Linked DNA regions of Mus musculus: region 1 is linked to region 2. Evidence: chromatin contacts called from public HiChIP or PLAC-seq data. All regions are on one chromosome and are shown on one strand. Each heading gives the region's core, a stretch centred on a gene start, on an enhancer-like site or on the middle of the called end of the contact. The rest is flanking DNA. Distances are from core to core; before and after follow the strand shown.

Region 1 (3,990 bases), core at 784-3,283, 97 kb after region 2:
TGTAAAAGACTACAACCCATCCCCTGACAGAGATTCCCAAGGAAGTCCCAGGCTGAATCAAAGCTGAAAGAATTCACATAATTACCGTTCAATCCTCAAGTCCCTTGGGATTGGGACAAAGTGTTTATCCCCTTTGCCTTCAGATACCTTCCACCACTTCTCCAAAACATTCTGAGCAGAATATTTGTTCTTGGAAAAAAATAAACAGCTATGCCATAGGAAAGAATGAAGCAGGAAGAACCATGGCCATCCATTTTAAACCTTCAGTTTTAAAAATACCTCATGGGGACTGACCTCATGACTTCCCTGAAGGCACACTTTTCAAACTCTAGAAACTATTGGATGCTTCAAGGTATAGGTCAAGTTTAATACTTAAGTCAGTGAGAAGGGTAGAGCCCTGGCATTTCACTGTTGAAACAGAATGCTGCATTTAGCCCTAGCATAAAGTCCCCAACTCCTCATGCCTTCTGGATGCTTTATGATAAAACATGCTAGGATATAAGGCATACTTGAAAATCACTATGAGAGTTTTCACTACCATAACCAGTAAAGAAGAGAGGTGCAGGTAATGCATTTGCTAATTAGCACATTAGTGTGTATGTGTGATATTGTACAACATAGAGAAAATCTTTATTTGTTCATTTAAAAAATTGTAAAGCAAATGTGTAAGGTTTTTTTTTTTTTTAAGTAAAGCTGTTAGAGTTGGGACTATGGATCAGTTGATAAGGGGCTTCCTGTCAAGCCTAAGGACCTGAAGTCAGCCCCTAGAATACACACACACACACACACACACACACACACACACACACACACACACAAAGCTGAGTATAGTACAAGCTTGTAGGTAGATAATGGGTCCCTGGGACTCACTAGCCAGCCAATCTAGCCTACTTGTGTAACCCTGTTTCAAAGGAGCCAAGTGATATTTCTGACATGACACCGCAGATTATCTTCTAACATCCACATGCACATGCTCCTGCACACTTAATGCAAATCTTCACACACATGTAAACATACACAAAACATAGCATGCATAAAATTAAAACAATCTTATGGTAATGTTGTTTGAATTAGATAGACTAAGATTCAGTCAAATGTGATTGGTCCTGGAAGGAACTAAAGTAAGAGTTTTCTGTGAGAAATGTCTAGAGATGTGAGCTTGAAACATTGTTGCACACTGCCTCTGTTTTCTTATTTTGGTATGCCGCTGCTCTTATTTTTCAGGAGGCACCACTGTCCTGGCCACAGAGAAGCCAACCATTATAGACAGCACCATCCAATCAGGTATCAAAATCTAATGTGTCTATATTCCATGTACCCCTTCCAATCCCACTTACCAAAATAGCATCACTGAGCTTCCTGGCTTCAGTTGCTCTAAAGGCCTAGGAGAACAGCAAAGCTGTAAAAGCCACATGCTTTTGGTACCCAGTAAGCCCCAATGAACAGGGTTCCCTTCCTCATCAGTCATTGCTGAATGACATGTCCCAGCTACCCCCCTCCCCCCAGGGAATTGAGAGACATACTTTGTTTAATTACAGCACAGCTCTGATGTGGCCTGTGTTTGCAAACTAGAAGAAGGAAAGAAATCTCACAAGCCACAGCCTAACTATTTATTTTCATCACCATTCTGCAAAATCAAGAAGCGCAAAGTTTGTCTGTTGTGCCTGCCACAGAGTTGGCAGTTTTACAACAGCACTTACCACAAGACTGGCTCAGGAAACCAAGGTTTACACTGTGCCCGGGCTGAGAAACACCCTGGGAGCATCCCCCTTATCCTTTAGCTCAGAGGAAAACCCAAGGACTCTGTCCGCCCAACCGTGCGTGCGGGTTATCAAAGGCTGCCCTCTTTTGTTTTCTGTTAGTATTCTGTGACATTCTTCCCCACAGACTCACATGAAGGGAAGCAGTTGTATAAGCAACCAGAGGTTTTTTTTTTTTTTTTAAATACTTTAGAGTTAATCATTAGAGGAAGGTGAGAGGGTCAGCTTCCCAGATTCTTCCATTTCCTTTATTGAAGTTCACTCAGCCTTGGCCTCTGCAGTCATTTATTAATGGACCGTGTGGTGTGTATCGGTGTTTCCTCCACACTGACTGCCTCACAGAGGACTAGAAAGGACTTCCCTAATTAGCATGCTTCCTTAAAGGCCACTGTTACCATTGACCTAATTAAACTGTAAGACAAACTTCTTTGGAACTTTCCCCCAGTTTTCAGGAGTTCAGCTGACAAAACGCTTGCTCCCGCATCCCAAACCCCTCAGACGTTAGGCAAAGGAAATCCCCCAAATGCTGTGTTCCTGCTCATACCTGTTGTAATTTGACTTTAGTCACAGTGTCTGTCTGCAGATATTTTACTCTTCCCTGTCTGTTACCAGGAGGACGGCCCTGGTCTGCAAATGGGGCTTCTCTGTGGGGGTGAAGCTGTAGGACTATGACTCTCAATATACTGTCTTTGGCCCTCTATCAGAAGAGGATGAAGGGAGTATATGAAGTTGTGATGACGCCATGTACATTTTAGTTGCTCATCTAGTTTCTTTTCTTGCCAGAAGTGATTAGAAGCACCCTGAAGTAGTCTCTCTACTGCTTCGTTAGTCTCTCATCTCCTCTATTAAACGAGCATGGCTATCTTCAAAAAGCATGAAAGTGAGAGTCATGGTGACCACACCAGGAGAGGTTTTGATAACACATTTGCTTTCAACAGGACCTCTTGGTCATGCTTGTGAAGGTCTTATAAACAAGGGGCTGTCAGCCCAATCTTAGCATTCACCAAAGTCAGAGGGCAGGTGTACAGCGCATGAATCCATAAGATTTGTTACTACCACCATCTAGACAAAGACTGGTTCTAACAGCCTGGCTGATCATAGAGATAGACAATGTCTATATGGTTTCCTGTTTATTCCATTGTCTGAGTTATAAATCTGGTCTTCAGCTCCTCACTGGAGGGTCATGAACTGTTGACCTTTAAAAGCTATCTGTTCACTGCAACCTTCTGGTTAGGTCACTGCATGGGCCTCACAGAGATGGAATGTGCTTCCAGACAGAGGTCTAGCTCAAGGTGAGGCTGACCACACCTAAAACTTGATGCATTACAGGCCTCTCACACTTCACAGATGGCCTCAGACAGACCCTATGTCTTCATCAAAATTCTGTTTACCTGAGCAGTTACAAACTAAGCAAAATCTTAAGATTCTGTTTTAAGAACTGAGTGGGTATCTCAGTAAGTGTATGCAAGCACTTACCCCTGCTGTGCAAGCATGAATTCCTGAGTTCCATCATCAGAATCCACACAAAAGCAGAGTATATGGAGCATGCTCAGAGATAGAGACAGGCAGATCGCCATGGCTCACTGACTAGCAGGCTTGGCCTACATGGCAAGTTCCAGGCCCCAGTGAGAGCCAATCACAAAACACAAGATGGATGGTGCCTGAAGAATAACATTTGAAATTGACCTCTGACTTACACATAGATATACACACATACATGAACATGTGCATACACACACACACACATAGAGGAGAGAAATTTATCTTGAGGATTCTGATCAATACAAGAAACTCAGCAGGAATACAATATCCATATACTGCCTAGGTTGCTGTCATTAGAGGCATAAAAGGGTATTCATGCTTGGACAGACCCCTCTGTTTAATGCAGTTCTCTTTACAAAGGACTTTGACCCTCTGAGGGTCTTTCCACATCCTCACAGCAGCTCACAGTATGTTGGTGACTTATGATTGTGTGGGCTTCCATATCCCTCTTGCTTGGACTTTAGGACCAGCTGATAACCAAGCAGTGATCATACTAGATAGGAACCTCGACTTGAAAATTAAATCCTTGCTCACATCCTGTGCTTAATGACCCAACTGCAGGCAAGATCCTTTCAGCAGCACAGCTGGCATTTGCTCACAGAGGCCATAAATTTGTTTTAAGTTCAGAATATTGTTTCCTGCTATTTTTAAGAAGGGATTTAGTCCAATTATTACTATTGAATTTAAT
Region 2 (4,013 bases), core at 1,022-3,521:
AATATGATGGTGCGTATTTGTGATCTCAACACTTAGGAAGTGGAGACAGGAAGGTCTCTGAGGCTGGTTGGTCTTACTCTGAGGCTGGTATAGTCAGCTCAGGTAGAGACCTTGTCTCAAAAAACAGGATGGGTGTTTCCTGAAAAATGACACTTATACTTACATGCACATGCAAGTGTGTCTGAACACACCAGATGGGGAAGGAAGAGGGAGGGGGAGGGAGAACAGGAGGAAGAGGGACGGAGGGAGAAGAGGGGAATAGATAAAACAGTCTTGGTCATTGCGCATGGAAACCTTGGGATGGATCTTGGGCAAGGATTAGAGACATTTCTGGTGAACAGAAGGGACTAAGGAACCTGCAGCAGTCTGTCCCACAGTAAGTGTGCTGTATCTATCGTTCTGGACTGATAGTCCTGCTTAGGAGGACTGGGGCTGTGGAAGGAGGGGTGACTCTTCGGTGCAGGTTGTCACTACTGTGAGGAGAAGGTAATGCAGGTTCAGTTGAAGTATGGTATGGTTTTCAGAGCCCAAACCATGAGTTGCTCATGCTGAGACTGTGGGACATGGAACACCCCAAAGCCCTTTTGCTTTCAAGGTGGTGCTAAATATAGTACCTGGCTTTTGAGGTGACTGGAATATAAAATGAGATTATTCAGGGGCTGAAGAGAAATCTCAGTGGTTAGTAGCACTGGCTGCTCTGCAAGAAGACCCATTTTCAATATCTAGCTACCCACACGGTAGCTCACAAGATCTGTTACTCCAGTCTTAGGAGATCTGACACTGTCTTCTGGCACCAGGCATGCACATGGAACACAGCTATACATGCAGCAAAACACCCATACACATAAAAAATAAAAATAAATCATAAATAAAAAATTTAAAACATGAGATCATTCAGCAAGAGTGCCTAGAGAAATTCCCAGCACAAGGGACTGTTCAATGAGTAGCAGACGTCAATAACAGTGATGGTAATAGCTGTGGCAGAGGGTGGTTTTGTTTAGTTTAAAGAATAGGGAACTTAGATTCTAGATATATTCCAACTCATACCTAGGATAATGTAGGAGCTGTGTCTATATGGAGTCTACAGTGTGCCTAGTGGACTGTGAATAAATATAAGCCTTAATCCTCAAAAGTTTGTTGCAAGACAGAAGCACAGGGAGATGTTGGTAGCTCAGGCATTATATACTGTCAGTGGGCCTTTCAGTTTCAAGCTGAAAATTCATGAAGCATTTCTCAGGTTCCAGAGTGGGTTGTGAGGAATGGGCCTAAGACAATATGGGGGCTGGGAGCCAGCTGTGTACATCCATTCTTTACATCCCTGAAGCCCATGTTGCCCGGGTGATAGATAAGTCCCAGTGAAGCAGAGACTATAAGGCCATTGTACAAGGAGTCCCCACTCATCTAGGGGAGAAATAAATTTAATGTGTGTTCCATATGCTGCTAGTGAGATAAGATGATGTTGTCTTAGAAGTAACCTTTCACCAACTGAAAAAGTGTCCTGAGAATCTCAAGGTCTTCAAATAATATGGGTGTGTGTTGTTGGGATTAAATTGGGCACAAGGGCAGGAGATCTGGCAAATAATTTCACTGAAAATAGTTGATTTGTATGATCAACAGAAAACATGGCACCAGTTTCCTAAGAGAAAAGCTCCAAGAAACATTTTTTTAAGAACAAAAAAAGAATCTGATTTCCTAGGGGTATGAGGACATATCCCAGCTGATTGCAATACCCCAGTAATCACCAAGGGGACAGGTACCTAGGGCTATGAGGACATATCCCAGATGACTACAATACTCCAGCAATCACAAAGATTAGGACACCTAAGGCCATGGAGAAATACCTAGTACAAGATCTCAGCAAATCACCAGGGTATGGTCAGCAAATCTCCACCCTCAAACTCCATGGCTTGAAGGAAGAGTCATTTTCTTAGAACACCTGACAAAAGAGGCAGGAAGTAAAATTCACAAAGTCCCAAGTAATGTTGCAGAATCATCCCTGTCTGCATATGTATTGACTACTTTCTGCTGCTGTGATAAAACATTGTGACCAAGACAATGTATGGAACAGTCTATTTTGGCTCATGACTCCAGAGGAAGAGTCCATAAAGAGAGTTGAGGGAGTTGGCCGAATGTAGCTATAACAGGAAGCTGAGAGATCATATCTTCAACCTGAAACACCAAGCAGAGAGAGAAAACAGAATGTGGGGTGAAGTAGTGAACTGTCAAAGCCCAACCTCAGTGGTGTGCTTCCTCCGGCAAGGTTGCACTACCTTGAAAAACAACACCATCGACTGGAAACCAAGTGTTCAAATACTGGAGCCAGTGGGAGACAGAGTTCATTCAAGCCACCACAATGTCCTACAAAAACAAGAGACTCACAGCTTGTGGGTTGTAGAAACCAGGATCAAGTGAGGCACTTCCCCTCTGTATGCTGCTGTGCCTAGTCAGGCCACAGTCTTACTAAACTTGTCACAAATTACATGGCACCAGGAAAAAAGATCTGTGTGTAGAGTATGCGAAGTGCTGAGTGAAAAGAACCTTTTCTTTGTTTAAATTGCATGCTGCTGATCTTACTGGGGTGTGGTGTCCTAGTGCCTTCTGGGAACTCTATAACTCTGGCCAAATGCCCCTCTGTGCAAAGCCTTGCATGGTATGTGGGTATCAGCTATCTGTCCCTTAAGGTGAGAAAGCCTACTGTGCCATGTCCCAACAGTTCTAGCTTGGAAGGATAGGTCCTTCCAAGTGCCTCCTGTGAATCCAGAAGTCCTATGATGCAAACAGACATCATACCATCTTTATGACAAAGTACTGCCCATTCTGGATGGTTCCAGACTGAACTGGGTGGGAGGAGCAGGATAACAATAAAAGAGGCCCTTTCATAACTCTATTTAAACTAGCTGAAAAGGAAGGAGACAAAGGTGCCTGAGCAATTAAATCTATTGCTAGGCCTGAAGGTCAGGATGCCTTTCAGCTTCCAGCATCATGTAGTTCTTTCTGCCTAATGCTAGTCCCCTCCTCAGTGGGATAGCTAAGGACCCAGCAGGAACAATGACCCTCAAAGACTTCTAACTTGTTCTATCCTTTGACTAGGAAAGTGTTGCCAAAGATATTTAGTACTGAAAGTTGTATTATTGCAATCTACACTAACAGCCTACCTGGACTAACCCAGTGAAAATACCAAACCCATGCTAAGCCAAGCTAACTCACCAGTCTCAAACTAATCCAACCTAACCACTGATCTCATATTAATGAACCCTGCCGGCCAGTCCCATCTACTCAGACCATGCCGGTGGATGACTGTATCTTGTAGAAACTCGTTCTTGGGTAGTTTTACTTGTTATTAACCCTTGAGTTTAGTTCAGTAGACAACCTTTTAGTCATTTTCCTTAAACTGCTGGAGGTTTTGGTTTGTTTGTGTATTTAATTCATTTTAGCTACTGATAGGACAGCTATTTAATATTGAATCTTCCAAATACAATATTTTGTGGGGGAACATCAATGAAAAAAATCCTTTTTCCTTATTTTTATCTAAAACCCACATTCTCCCCAATACTTTGAGAGTGGTGCCAGAGGCCAAATGATGATTTATTGGGGTTCAGTTTTTCTGTCACTCCAGTGACTCAGGGGGTAGTTCCCTCCATCTCTGTTTGAACCACAGGGAAGCCATCTTCTCATATGCCACACTTTCCTATGGCCTTTGCTTGGCAGTCATTGCCTCATAAACACAAAGGCATGGCAGCTTTTCTTCAGAACAGATCCATAACGTGTTTACAGTGATGGCTTTAGGAAGTCGTTTTCAAGATGAAAACCTAAGCATTTCCAATTCCATTACAACTGTGGGACACTTGAAAAATGTCTGGCTTAGATCCCTGGCCCAACACTAACACACTGCAGATGGTGGTGGGCAAATCTGAGTCTCTCTGTGGAAAGGACAGAACCAAACGAGAGTTCAGCATGACTGTTTTCATGGGTTGTTAATGGAGAGGGCCTTGGAGCAACTCAGTCAGGCTGAG

Evidence for each region. HiChIP or PLAC-seq counts read pairs in DNA pulled down with a chosen protein or histone mark.
Region 1: a contact with region 2 is called in a BATF HiChIP or PLAC-seq map of CD8 T cells, with 7 read pairs. The contact joins two enhancer-like sites. A contact is called at or near these places in 1 of 15 datasets of contacts at CTCF or cohesin (CD8 T cells), 8 of 484 Hi-C or Micro-C datasets (ECoMG-derived neutrophils, bone marrow-derived macrophages, liver and 2 more) and 4 of 115 datasets of contacts at active chromatin or transcription factors (CD8 T cells, the HPC-7 cell line, regulatory T cells and 1 more).

Annotation. Positions count from the first base shown.
Region 1 is chr8:128,486,673-128,490,662 of GRCm38.p6, forward strand. It overlaps Nrp1 (neuropilin 1), which reads left to right. Exons shown (of 17, transcript NM_008737.2): 12 at 1,225-1,284. Gm32643 (a long non-coding RNA gene) reads right to left here. Exons shown (of 7, transcript XR_003947627.1): 1 at 1,701-3,990. Among named protein-coding and RNA genes, the nearest start is that of Gm32643, 4.3 kb to the right of the region's middle. Within about 2 kb of position 2,034, at least 62 of the 459 cell types and tissues checked have an H3K27ac peak or open chromatin away from gene starts, as enhancers often do. A contact at or near this core is called in CD8 T cells, bone marrow-derived macrophages and regulatory T cells, where this site is marked.
Region 2 is chr8:128,389,125-128,393,137 of GRCm38.p6, forward strand. All of the region lies in intron 2 of Nrp1 (neuropilin 1), which reads left to right. Among named protein-coding and RNA genes, the nearest start is that of Mir1903, 32 kb to the left of the region's middle. Within about 2 kb of position 2,272, at least 39 of the 459 cell types and tissues checked have an H3K27ac peak or open chromatin away from gene starts, as enhancers often do. A contact at or near this core is called in CD8 T cells, bone marrow-derived macrophages and regulatory T cells, where this site is marked.